Linked DNA regions of Drosophila melanogaster: regions 1 and 3 are each linked to region 2. The links are chromatin contacts, called in public Hi-C maps. All regions are on one chromosome and are shown on one strand. Each heading gives the region's core, a stretch centred on a gene start, on an enhancer-like site or on the middle of the called end of the contact. The rest is flanking DNA. Distances are from core to core; before and after follow the strand shown.

Region 1 (4,465 bases), core at 963-3,462, 860 kb before region 2:
CGTTGGCAGTGGTATAGGGGGCTTGGCAGTAGGCGGCGGCGGAGGAGCTGGTAGCTCAGGAGGCGGAGGAGTCGGCGGCAATGCAGCCAGCGGCGTTGTCGGCGGGTCCCATGTAGGACTGGTGGGCAGTAACAGCGGCATTGGCGGCGTCAACAGCGTACCCAACAGCAATGCCATGATGGGCGTAGGCGGCGGCCTGGGGAGTGGAAGCGGCTCGTCTGGGAGCGGAGCGGGCGGCGAGCATCTGAACGATAATTCCAGCAACGATAAACTTGTAAAGAGCGGCGTGCAAACTTCGCCAGATGGTGAGTGCTGGAACACTTCTCACAACATGTGAGAGAGCTATTTTTGACCTTTTGATCATTTGGAGCTTTGAATTGAACACTCTATGGATGATTGATACCATTTAATCAATGGATTTCTTGGTTTCTATTATTATTTGTTTCATATTATAATTCGGTGATTTCGGTGTACATCACAAAAGCCCAACAGCTATACTATCCTTGACCCATTTTATCCAGAAATAATAGTACCATGAAATATTTTATTTATTTAAAAATGTAACAAATTTACCTTTCGTTCGTTTTGCATAAATAGGGAAGGTCACAAACATACCAGCGACCATGGTGAACAACCAGTTCGGCATGGTTGGCCTGCTGACGTTCATTCGGGCTGCAGAAACGGATCCCAATCTGGTGACGCTCTCCTTGGGTACGGATCTCACGGGTTTAGGCCTGAACCTGAACTCGCAGGAGAGCTTGCATACAACCTTCGCTGGCCCCTTCGTAGCACAGCCCTGCAGGTCAGTTTACATAATAAACTTACATAATTTAATTGCTTATTGAGTACTATTGAGTAAGAGGTGTACCAAATTAGTAACATTGGATTTGCATTTACTTTTTTCAGAGCACAAGACGTTGAGTTCAACGTGCCACCCGAATATCTGATTAACTTTGCGATAAGAGACAAACTAACAGCGCCGGTACTGAAAAAGCTGCAAGAAGACCTGCTCTTTTTCCTTTTTTACACGAACATCGGCGATATGATGCAATTGATGGCAGCTGCTGAATTGTGAGTACTTCCTCTTGCGTAGCTATTATCTAAGCTTCGTATGAACATATATAGAACATACATATATACTAAAATTCTGCTCCCATCGCAGGCATAGTCGCGAGTGGCGATACCACGTGGAGGAGAAAATATGGATAACTCGAATTCCTGGCATTGATCAATATGAAAAAAATGGTACAAAAGAGCGCGGCACCTTCTACTACTTTGATGCGCAAAGTTGGAAACGTTTGTCCAAGGTTTTCCAAATAGATCCCGAGAAATTAGATAAATGTCCCAATATAAGTGCGTTTATGAATGGACAGTCTGTATAAAATTAATAAAAATGAAAAAAATTGAAAAAGAAAGTATGCTGTTGTTTTTGCATTGCAACAAGGACACTCAACACTAACTGAATAATAAGTTTTATTATAAAAATTAAAAACAATCCATTTGAGTTTTTCTTCTAAAACGGTGTTAGGATATATATACATACATATATGCATATGTATGTATGTGCAAATTCTGGTACAAATTGCCGGTTAACAATTTAAAGCGATTTATTTTTATCCTGCTGGAGTCTAGTTGGTATTCATATTTTTAGAATATCTTTGAAATGTAACATTTTTTAGCTGTTCGATATTATGAAATGAGCGGACTCCCATTAAATTAAAAAGCAAGTTATATTTTTTCGATTCGTTGAAATGTATTTGAAAGGTAGAAGAAATTCTTTCTATAAAGTGATCCTATAAAAAATTACTGGCCGTGTCTGAAAATACATACCTGTCATCTGGACTAACACGACATACATATGTATGTATATTCCAATAGCAAATCTACTGCATTCTGCAATGCACAACAGCTCCCCCTATCAATGATACGACGGAACCATAGTTGGCATGATAATACATACATACAATATCATCTTCAAGCTTGTGTATGCCTGGCAGGTCTATTGTCGGGGCCACAATCTTTTCGACATATCGGCAACTTTTTGGGAAAATATTTATTTTTAAATTTAACAATTACAGTTTATGTACAAGTATAGAATAAAAACCTAATTCCCTTCTAGACTGTATGTAGTGTGAACGCAATGTTTTCGCTACAGAAGCGCTTACTGCACTTAACAGCACGCGTTACTATGTTAATGTCAAAGTGTCAACAGAAGCAAGAGGAAGAAAATTAGAGTTGCCTACGAAAATAGCGCCTGCGCCTCGGAATTTATTTGAATTTGATGCTTGTGGCGTCCCCTTAGCCGAATATGAACACGCCAGGTATAAGCCTCTTTCAGGGGGCGGATGCCCTTAACATAAATTCTACACTGGACCGGCAGGAGGAGGAAGAGGCGCTGCAGGATCAGAAACGACGCGAGGAAGAGGTAAGCGATCTGGGAATTCCTGGTAAACAATGTCACCGATTCCAATTCTACGCAAGCTTGGACGGATTATGGTGAATGCCTTCGACGATCTGCTCGATGAAGAGAACACAATCGACTCGACGACGAATTACCAGTCGGAACTGGAACAGCCGCCAGTTCTACCCAACTACCCATCACATCCGCACCATAAACCGCTGCAGGACGATGCTCAGCGAGCCAACGAGATCGAGATGCATCGCCTCCAGATCCTGCTGGAGTCTAAGAATAATGAGCTGCAGAATGTCAACCAGGTGGCCAACGCTGCGCACAAAAAACTGGATGACTTACAAAAGCACCTATCCATCATGCAGGCTGAGCTAGACCGCGCCATTCGCGAGAAGCAGAACACTCACGAGCTGTTGGTGGAGACCAAAGAGACGTGCTCCAATAAGGACAGCGATCTGGACAAGCTGCGGTCGGAAAAGAAGCAGTTGGAAGAAGATAACACGCGATTAGTTGGTCAATTAGAGGCCGCCAAGACCTTGCTTACGGACGTCCAAAGCAAATACGACATGGTGCAGGCCAGTAAGCAGAAGTGGGAGGAGCGGAACGCCGACCTACGTTTAAAGCAAATGGAGGAAGCGCACCGAGCCCAGTCCGATCTTTTGCAGCAGCAACTCTGTCAGATGAAGGATCAGCTTGATCGCAAGCAAAATGAGTTGGATCAGATAAACTCGCGCTACAATGCTCTGCAGTCTGGTCACGAAACAATGCTCGTAGATAAGGCTGCCAAGATTAACGAGCTCAGTCAAGCTTTGGATGAGGCCCAAATGCGCTGCAACCAACTAAGTGCAAGACCCGATTTGCAGGCTGAAAATCGTCGGCAGCAACAGTGCATCGTTGACTTGAAAGCCCGCATTGCCTATTTGGAGCAAACAGTCGCTTCGCTCCATGAGCGCCTAAACGAAACCACCACGGAACTTGACCTGATAGATTCGGTTATTCAACAGCATCAGGCGGACGAATCGCCTACTAGTCGGCTAAGTCAAATGGGTGGATCGCGCCTTGTTGGTAGCACACCGCTGAATCCTCTAGACAGAGTCGGTCACATTAAGCAGGAGTTGTATCGAGCTCTGGGCAACCTGAAGAACAAGCGGGAAGAAGTGCGACGCCTAGAGAAGCTCCTGGAGGAACGCAACCAGGAACTGCGCGTGCTGCGCGACCAGGAGAACCAATCCCTGGTTCAGCTGGAAACCCTAAACGAAGGCAAAATGCGGTTGGAAAACAAAGTGAAGGCAATGCAGCAGGAGTTGGAAGAGCAAAAACACAGATCACAGCAGGAGTCAGATGTGCACTCACAGCTGAATTCCATTGTGGCCGAGAGGGATGCACTAAGGGAAAAACGGCAGCAGATTGAAGAAGATCTGGAGCAACTAAAGCAGCAGAACGAGAGCCTTCAAAGAAATTACGATCAGCTTTCGCAGGAAAATCGGCAGTTGCGAACTCGAGAAACTGCAGACAACCTGCGCTTGGAGCTGGAACGCCACAAGATTCTGTTGAGGGATTCCCAGAGCGAGGTCGAGCGGCTTAAGAAACTCTATTCTGACATCGCCACAGACAAAGAGTCATTAGGCTATGAATTGAGAAAGCTGAGAGAATCGGACACGCTTAAGGAGTTGCAGGATCAACGCCAAAACTTGGCCACTGTTCAGCGAAACTTGCAGCTGGCGGAGATGAAATCAGAGGAGCTAAAAAAGCTTCTGGAAACGGAGAAACTCAGCCACGAACGTGATCTGCAGGCCTTGCGCCAAAGGAGCGAGCGGGAAAAGCGCGAAGAAGCAGTTGCGGTGGCCAAAGAAAGTTCCGAAAACTGCAGCAAGTGCATTGAAAGCATAGCAGAAATTACCAAGGTAAGCGATAACCTTTCAGACATGCTAGTAAACTAAATAATCTTATATATCACCACGGTTTTTAGGCGGAAATTCAGTTGTTGAAACTCCAGAATGTGAACTCAATGCAGGCCAAGGAACTGAAAGAATTGGAACACGCGCTGGAGCAGTC
Region 2 (4,087 bases), core at 670-3,169:
GAAAGTAAGTCAGATGTGGAGCACACCTTGAGAAAAAGGAGAAAGCCCAGTATTAAGCAGTCACTATTGAACCAAATCAAAAACGTACCGAATCGAACCTCACTGCACAGACAAACCATCTTTAAATGGTGATCCTTCTAAAGGCCTGTGGTTCCACATTAAGTGATTGTGTTGTAAACACCTGGAGAGAATTTCATGAAAAGACATACGAGTAGTTACACAATAATTATATATTATGGACAACTTTTATTAATTACCTTAATCTAATAATACTAATTGATTAGAACAACAATAATATTAACCTACACATTGAATAATTTACATTCGTTACGTATTGTAATTATCAATTACCAAGCTAATTTAAAATAAAACAATTAGTAGTTTTCAGGCTCTACATAAATACACAAGGCATAAATTACAATACATAATATTTTTAAAGTTGCATCACCTAGTGAATACGCTTAGCAACTTGTTGAATGTTATCATATATTGGTTACTACATAAAAGGAAGTGTTATACATGGCAAAAGAGCAATATTTTTCTAATAAAGCATCATCATAAAAACGAATTGATTTATTTTTTATCGTTGTTTGTTTTTTGTTTAATTAACGAGGGATATCTGTTATATCGATAGAAATTGAAAAAAAATATATATTAAAACAAAAAGAAGTTTTAAATTTGTAGAAGTGTGGGCGGTTTGTGGGCGTCAGAAGGGGCGTTGCTTTTGTTGGTAAATCGGTACAAATTTACAAAACCAATAAGAAAATCAAAAACATTTCCTAAAAGTGTGGGCATAGCAATCTTTGGCAGTTTGTGGGCGTGGCAAGAAGTGTTCTGGCAAATCGATAGGACCGAAGTTTGGAACCTTCATGGCCAATCTCAACTTTCTAGCTCTTATACATGCGTACTAATGTACATACATAGTTCCTGAGATCTCGAAGTTCATACGGACATGGACGGACCGATCCTGGTTAAGAATAAATAAATACTTGTTCACTATTAGTTAAATTTCCAAATATATAACTTTTCGGAATCCCGAACGGTTGAGTCGTTGAGTTACGCGGTTGCATTACAATTCTCAGAAGGCAACAAAATAGGGTGACGGTGTTGCCAGCCCTAATAAAGAGAAACATAATCGTCGAGTAGAAGTGCTCTCGTTTATGGATTTAAGAGAATGAAGTGCCTAGTTTTATACTTTAATATTAAATATTTGGACTTTCTGCGCTAATAATACGGCAGACTCCGAAAATATGTACAATACGATGCATATAAATCGTTGTTATATAAGGTCACTTTCCGAAATATATTCCTATAAGTTATTCTTTATAAAAATAATATCAAACAACAACACATCTTAACTTTATTGTGATAAAAGATGATTTTACATTTCACTACATAAAAAAATTGAGCAGTCGTCACTACTTCAATACAACATATCCAATATCAATATTTTACTGCAGCGTGTCAAATGTTTGTTTAAAAAAGCGTATTAACTGTGTCAAATGTAAAATTTTTTTTGGCACAATAATGTACTTGAAAACTTTTATATGCGATCTACCTGTGTTATACTTTAAACTTTTGACTTGTACTCTTCAAGTATCGTGTGCTAGAAATATAAAATGCAGTATTATAATACTGTGTATATCTACATAAGTAGGTAGCAAACATTATATTCTCGGTGACAAAAGTGATTATGGTAATAATACCAAAGCTACTGTTCCCTTTTTAATTCCAATTCTTTATTTTGACCGACTTTCATTTACTTGAAAATTCGTTGAAAAAAAAAATAAAGAAAAACTTGGATTTTATTTAACCATTCATAGATCGAAATATTGTGTAAGTGCAATTAAATAATGTTATTAATAACATGCTAGGTAACATTTGCCCTCTGGTATTTTTTCCCTGCTGGCAATTTGGCCACACTGTCACTTATGCTTCTTCAAATTGTAGCGGCATTTTCGCCAAAGCAACGTTGGAAATTCGCGTCACCAATTTCATATTGCGATAAATAAGAGTTTTATCCGAAAACGTATAGCTTAACTGTGTCATCGGCCTGTAGAAGAGCGCTGCCTGCCGGGATACACATATGCCATGGAATTCGACGACGCAGAAAATGGCCTAGGAATGGGATTTGGTGGTCGCGGCGTTCTGCGGGAGATCAACAAAAACGATGGCGGCATTAAGGTAAGTTAATAGCTGGACTTGGAGGCGTGCTCCGTCCGCGATGTACCAATGCAGCCACTTTCGGCAGAGGCATAATTCAACTCACACGTCTACAGGTACATATGTGTGTGTTCGGTTATGTACTTTGTACATATGTGTGGGTATGCTGCGTCGCAGGCTGTTCTGCTATTTTCTTTATTCGCAATTGTTCATCGTAAATACATATGTACATATAAATTTCCATTATTCGCTGTTCCTATTAGCTCTGAGGCAGCTGTCGCGAACGAGAGTTCTCTAGTTGATCGGTGTCCGCCGGACATTGTCCATCCCAGGTGACCAGTTTCCCCGATCTGCCATAGCCATAGGAGAATGGGCAATAAGCCGGGCAAGACACGGAAACCGAGGGCCTTGTCCGGGAAAATTACCATAAAGGCGGACGACGGACGAGGGAATCGGGTATGCCAAGGGAAAATCAAAAGTTACTTATTCTTCCTTCTATATATTTGTCTCTTGAAATTTCCACTCTCCAGATGGTGCACTTTCCATTTAAAAATGCTAGTGTGTATCGCTATTATGCCAATAAATCAGTTGGCGGCTAACGGCTGCAAAATGTCAGTGCCTAATGCGGTTTACAGTCCAAAAAACGCCCATCTGAGGATTTAAGTTTGACTAAATGTCATTTAACTCCATCTTCCCTTTTGCCAACAAAAATGCTCATTATAAAGGATCTACAGATGGTTTCCACCCCTTTCCACATTTGCCTATTTTTAGATCAGTTTATAGTTGGCTCTTCCTCAATATTTGTTTTCTTTTATTTTCCTGAGTTCTATTGGATATTCGAATTGCAGCTTAAGGTTCAAATTCCACTTGTATTCTATTCTATTGTATTTATTGTGTTTTCTGAAATCAGTATACTCATTTGTGGCCACTATTTGGATTCCACTCAAGGCTTATATGCTTCAACAAACTACATTGGTTTTAAATTCACCCTGAGCCGGGAACCGTGTGATATCTTGTCACCTGTCGCGCGCTGCTTGGATAACGCTAGAGCCAACATCTAACTATTCCCCCCTCGTCAAGGCCCATCGTGTGGGATTCCGTTTCATTGCTTACATTTTCTCGCCAAACATGCAAAGTCAGCCGTTGGGCAATGTGGAGCTTGCAGATAGTGCGCCATGATGCGCAACAATGGCTGTGGGATTGCATGTCATCTGGGACCCACCAGGCCTCTACACTTGAAACAATGTGATGAGCCAAATCAACATATTTATTATTTTAGAGCACTCTACTTGCCTCTACTGGTATATCTTTAAGAGAAAGCATTTTGCAAATAAGACTGTTCTCCAAAAATCCTATGGAAAATGTGCAAAATAATTCTGTCATCAAAGCGTTGAATTTGCACCAAGTTCCTCCAGTTGATTTGCGAAGACAATATAAGCAGTCGGCGGTCGCCGTATTCTCGTATCCCATTTATTTATCCCCTTCTTTAAGTGTTTCGACTTATTTGCGGTGTCTTGCACTTTCACTGCTGCCTTTCAGTCTGAATTTCGTCTGAGGCCTGTATAGTTTTTCAGTTTTTCACTGCAGTTCAGTCAAAAAGGTTGTCAACTTGAGCCCGCTCTTTTGACATTATTATTTTATAAATGTTGCCCACGACCTCGACCGTTTCCAAAATGTATTTCATATATCTAAGAGAAGTGTGTTTAAATGGATCAAGTGTGTGTTGCCCTCTAGCTTCATAAAACCCAATATATTTTCTCGAAATAGAAAAGGGTAACTATTCCAACCATAGAAAGGATAAGATTTCATCTTCAGAATCACCAGCCAAGTCTATCTGGCCACTAAGACTTATATTATTTATATGCTAATAAAATCTTTGAAGGGTATATTTCTCGTAGCTCCAAAAGCTGAGTAATGGGTAGTC
Region 3 (4,087 bases), core at 1,373-3,872, 520 kb after region 2:
AGATGGCACGGAGGCGGCAGGAGCTGTCGGTCGATCCCTCGCCGCCAACGAGATGTTGTCCAAGCTTGCGCGCACAGCACCCTATTACAAAAGAAATCGGCCGCACATCTGCTCCTTTTGGGTTAAGGGCGAGTGCAAGCGTGGAGAGGAGTGCCCATACCGCCACGACAAGCCCAACGAGCCGGACGATCCGCTATGTGAGCAAAACATCAAGGACAGGTACTACGGACGCAACGATCCTGTGGCCGAGAAGATCATGAAGCGTGCAGCCTCGCTTCCCACACTCGAGCCGCCGGAGGACCGCAACATCACAACTCTCTATGTGGGGAACCTTCCTGAAGAAATCACGGAACCCGAGCTGCGAGATCAGTTCTACCAGTTCGGCGAAATTCGATCAATTGCGCTGGTGCCACGCCAGCAGTGCGCTTTTGTGCAATACACCAAAAGAAACGCTGCCGAGCTGGCTGCTGAGCGGACCTTTAATAAACTGGTGATCCAGGGCCGGAAGGTGAGCATTAAGTGGGCTCACTCTCAGGCAAAGCAGGGCACCGCTGCAAAGACAGACAGACGCTTCGACTTGGCCGGCATTCCACCGCCTAGCGCGAAGCCCAACGACTACTTCAATCTTCGCCAAGAGCAAATCAATGTCATGCCCGCCGGCATGAAGCTGCATCAGTTGCCATCAAATCTAGTTCCGGCGTCGGCTTACCAAATGTATGGTCAGCCTACTTATGCAGCTCCCTACGGAAACGCCACTTCCACAGCCCTTTCTTCCTCGGGTGTCAATTTGGATTCCATATCGATTCCTCCGCCACCGGGTCAAGTACCGTATCCAAGTCAGGACGCCAGTCGGATGGGAGCTGTTAAAAAGTAGGAAAACCCTGTGGTCTACAATGGTTCCAATTCAATAAATCATTTTTATAAAATTAAATACAAACTTTTTAAAGTGGTCAGTTCCATAAAAATGACTTAATATTAATAGAATTTATCCGTATGGACGAAATTGTTTTCGATTCGAATTGTTAAGAAAAAACACCAAACAATTAGAGAGGAGAAGATAATAATAAATGATTTAAACTCTAAAAAAAAAAAGAAAAAAAGAACAAATTTTCGTCACAAAAGCTTATATCAAAACTTTTGTACATATGTATGTTGATGTGCGTTCGTCACTCGTTTTTACCTTTAATAAATGCTTTTCTTTGATTTGGACGATATTTGGGATTAAAAAAAGTACACCAATGCACATGTACATATGTAAGTTCATTCTTCAGTATTTATAGGGGAACTTAACATTGGGATTATGACTACCTCCCTGCATTCCATTCATTCAGATTTCATCAGCTCATTACTGATCATTAAAAATCTCGATCAAATTAATCACAGGTTAATTTGTATTAAAAAAAAAAACCATGACCTGAACCTATGTTCTAGGAAATCATCGCATAGCGCAAAATCAAAATCACGCATAAGCGCTATAAATGATAGCTCAATTCATCTCTCTACACCTCTTTTTATTCACTTAATCCTCTATCAATTTTAATGAAAAAGTGAAATTTCAGTCATTTATTAATAAAAATGTATTTTCTTAATTAGACTTATTTAAATTATGCATAGGATTTAAATTTAAGAATACAAATACATATATATGTATGTGAAATTCCAGAGTCTTTGGCGTCCTGTCCTACGGAGTTAGGACCAGCTTCTTTTCAGTTCACATGTCCGATTTACCTTAAGGTAAAATAATGTATAATTATGTATACAAAAACGAGTTAAACCAATTTACCTTAAATTATCGTTTCTGTGAGTAGTGTTTGTTGCTTATTGTAAAATAAATCCATTACCTGTAATTATTATTGAATTAAATTCCAAAATATTTACAATTTTTTTTTAAAACAAGCACTCAAAATCGCGTCTACTTCTCACAAAAGTCTATAGGCAAGTGATCTGCAAACATGTTCTATGTACATTACAAATTTAAAATTTAAATTTAAATTTGCAATTAAATAAAAAATCGCATACTGAGACCTTCGGTTAGAAATTAAAAAGCGATGAATTTGTTTTCAAAATCATCGCTTATTCCTCGTTATGATTAAGAACATTAGCATCGCTTTAAAATTTTAAGAGAGAGATGATGTAATATTTTTTAATAGCGATGAATTGTGGGACTACAGGGTAGGTAAAGGTTACATATGTACAGGTGCGAGCAGTGCAAATATGTTTATTCTAATGAAATCTTAGACTAACTGTAAATTATATAATGGCTATATTTCTTTTACCCGTCACTCTTACTCTTCTTTACTTCCAGAAAGGGGGTTTTGTCTTAGCTAAACATATGATTAATGTATTCTATGTTTTTTCAATATTCATTCCAATATACAATTTTACAATTAATGGTTTTGCAACAGCTATTTTGAAGTTAATTATTGCTTGTTTTGTAGTTTTTACCGATAAATCACACGTGTGCAAGCGATCGCTTATTAAAACAGTAATAAGTAATAATATTTAAAGTAACGACCAAACGATTGGGAATAATCTTTCCAGCGATTTAAACCTTGAAATAAAAAGTAAGTGTCATCCCCGTATGATTATGCGCACATTCGCAGGGCGACGCGTGCACCTAGGCGAGAGTTTTAAAACTTGTTCAGCGGATCTTGATCATTACATTCTCAAGTCTGTCGTACAGCACGTTTAAGCCCGCTGATAGTAAATCAGAGCAATGGCAACCGTGTTTCTTGGAACTGTCGTGCACACCAAGTCGTTCAGCGAGTTTGAGTCCTTTGAAGGAGGATTCCTGGCAGTGGACGACGCTGGCAAGGTAGGCAATTTAATGCCCAGAACAAAACAATGAGCAATGAACAATTTCGCTCACAGATAATAGGAGTGGGACAAGACTACCATGCGTGGGCAAGCAGCAATCCGGCCCACGCCAAGGGTCTGACCGAGGTTCACCTGTCGGACTACCAGTTCCTCATGCCGGGCTTCGTCGACTGCCACATACACGCCCCGCAGTTTGCGCAACTGGGACTGGGACTAGACATGCCTCTTCTGGACTGGTTGAACACATACACTTTCCCGCTGGAGGCGAAGTTTTCCAACCACCAATACGCCCAGCAGGTCTACCAGGGTGTGGTCGTAAGTAGTACTTGGGAGCACACAAACGTCTTATCGATGGGTCGCACCGGCCGTCTATTTTTATTAGCTGATAATGATAATATTACACCCCAGGAAGCAACACTGCGGTGCGGAACCACTCTGGCGTCCTATTTCGCCACCAACCATCTGGAGTCAACGCTGACCTTGGCGCGGGAGGCGGTGCGTCAAGGCCAGCGGGCACTGATAGGCAAGGTCTGCTCCAACTGCAACAGCCCCGAGTTTTACGTGTAAGTACAGAGCGTGACGGATTTGGTCTGGTCAACTCAATGTTGTTGCTCTGCACAGGGAGACTGCGGAAGAGTCGGTCAGTGCAACCCTGGCTTTCGTGGAGGGCGTGCGGAAGCTCGGCAGCCCGATGGTGATGCCAACGATTACGCCCCGCTTTGCCCTTAGCTGCAGCAAGGAGCTGCTAAAGAGTCTGGGCGATATAGCAAAGCGATTTGACCTGCATATCCAGAGTCACATCAGCGAAAACCTGGAAGAGATCGAGATGGTAAAGGGGATATTTAAGACCAGCTATGCCGGAGCATACGACGAGGCTGGACTGCTAACGAATAAGGTTAACTCTTTTAGGTTCCAGTATGTGTCCTTTCTTAACCTTTACTACCTTACAGACTGTACTGGCTCACGGCGTGCATCTGGAGGACGACGAGGTGGCACTTCTTAAAGTCCGGGGGTGCTCGGTAGCCCACTGTCCCACTTCGAACACAATGCTAAGCTCCGGTCTGTGCGATGTCCAACGGCTGGTGAGCGGCGGCGTGAGCGTAGGTCTCGGCACAGACGTTTCGGGGGGAAACTCCGTCTCGATTCAGGACGTTCTGCTCCGCGCATTGGACGTGTCAAAACACTTAGACTTTTTTAAGAAGCAGAACATCCGCGGGACGGGTGTGTCCAAAACACAAGATTTCAATTACCATCAGTTGAAGTACAAGCA

The links. Hi-C and Micro-C count contacts between places; a contact is called where the count stands out from the background.
Region 1: a Hi-C map of the Kc167 cell line shows a contact between it and region 2, with 2.6 times the contacts expected there. The contact joins the promoter of asl here to the promoter of tacc in region 2. A contact is called at or near these places in 2 of 107 Hi-C or Micro-C datasets (the Kc167 cell line and larval brain).
Region 3: a Hi-C map of the Kc167 cell line shows a contact between it and region 2, with 2.6 times the contacts expected there. The contact joins the promoter of DhpD here to the promoter of tacc in region 2. A contact is called at or near these places in 2 of 107 Hi-C or Micro-C datasets (the Kc167 cell line and embryo).

The regions. Positions count from the first base shown.
Region 1 is chr3R:5,604,290-5,608,754 of dm6, reverse strand. asl (asterless) reads left to right here and starts at 2,212. Exons shown (of 3, transcript NM_141300.2): 1 at 2,212-2,425; 2 at 2,482-4,314; 3 at 4,380-4,465. The coding sequence starts at 2,309. It overlaps Rga (Regena), which reads left to right. Exons shown (of 8, transcript NM_169080.3): 5 at 1-305; 6 at 598-802; 7 at 907-1,071; 8 at 1,163-1,480. The coding sequence ends at 1,382. It also overlaps asRNA:ASTR.
Region 2 is chr3R:4,746,888-4,750,974 of dm6, reverse strand. It overlaps tacc (transforming acidic coiled-coil protein), which reads left to right and starts at 1,919. Exons shown (of 10, transcript NM_169016.3): 1 at 1,919-2,184. The coding sequence starts at 2,092. It overlaps atms (antimeros), which reads right to left and starts at 940. Exons shown (of 6, transcript NM_001275334.1): 1 at 921-940; 2 at 89-181; 3 at 1-26. mir-9384 (mir-9384 stem loop) reads left to right here and starts at 2,252; the gene lies at 2,252-2,311. It overlaps CG44098, which reads left to right. Exons shown (of 5, transcript NM_169018.2): 5 at 1-566.
Region 3 is chr3R:4,227,773-4,231,859 of dm6, reverse strand. It overlaps DhpD (Dihydropterin deaminase), which reads left to right and starts at 2,622. Exons shown (of 5, transcript NM_141182.3): 1 at 2,622-2,815; 2 at 2,872-3,132; 3 at 3,226-3,380; 4 at 3,439-3,712; 5 at 3,768-4,087. The coding sequence starts at 2,717. CG14641 reads left to right here. Exons shown (of 1, transcript NM_141183.4): 1 at 1-1,081. The coding sequence ends at 874.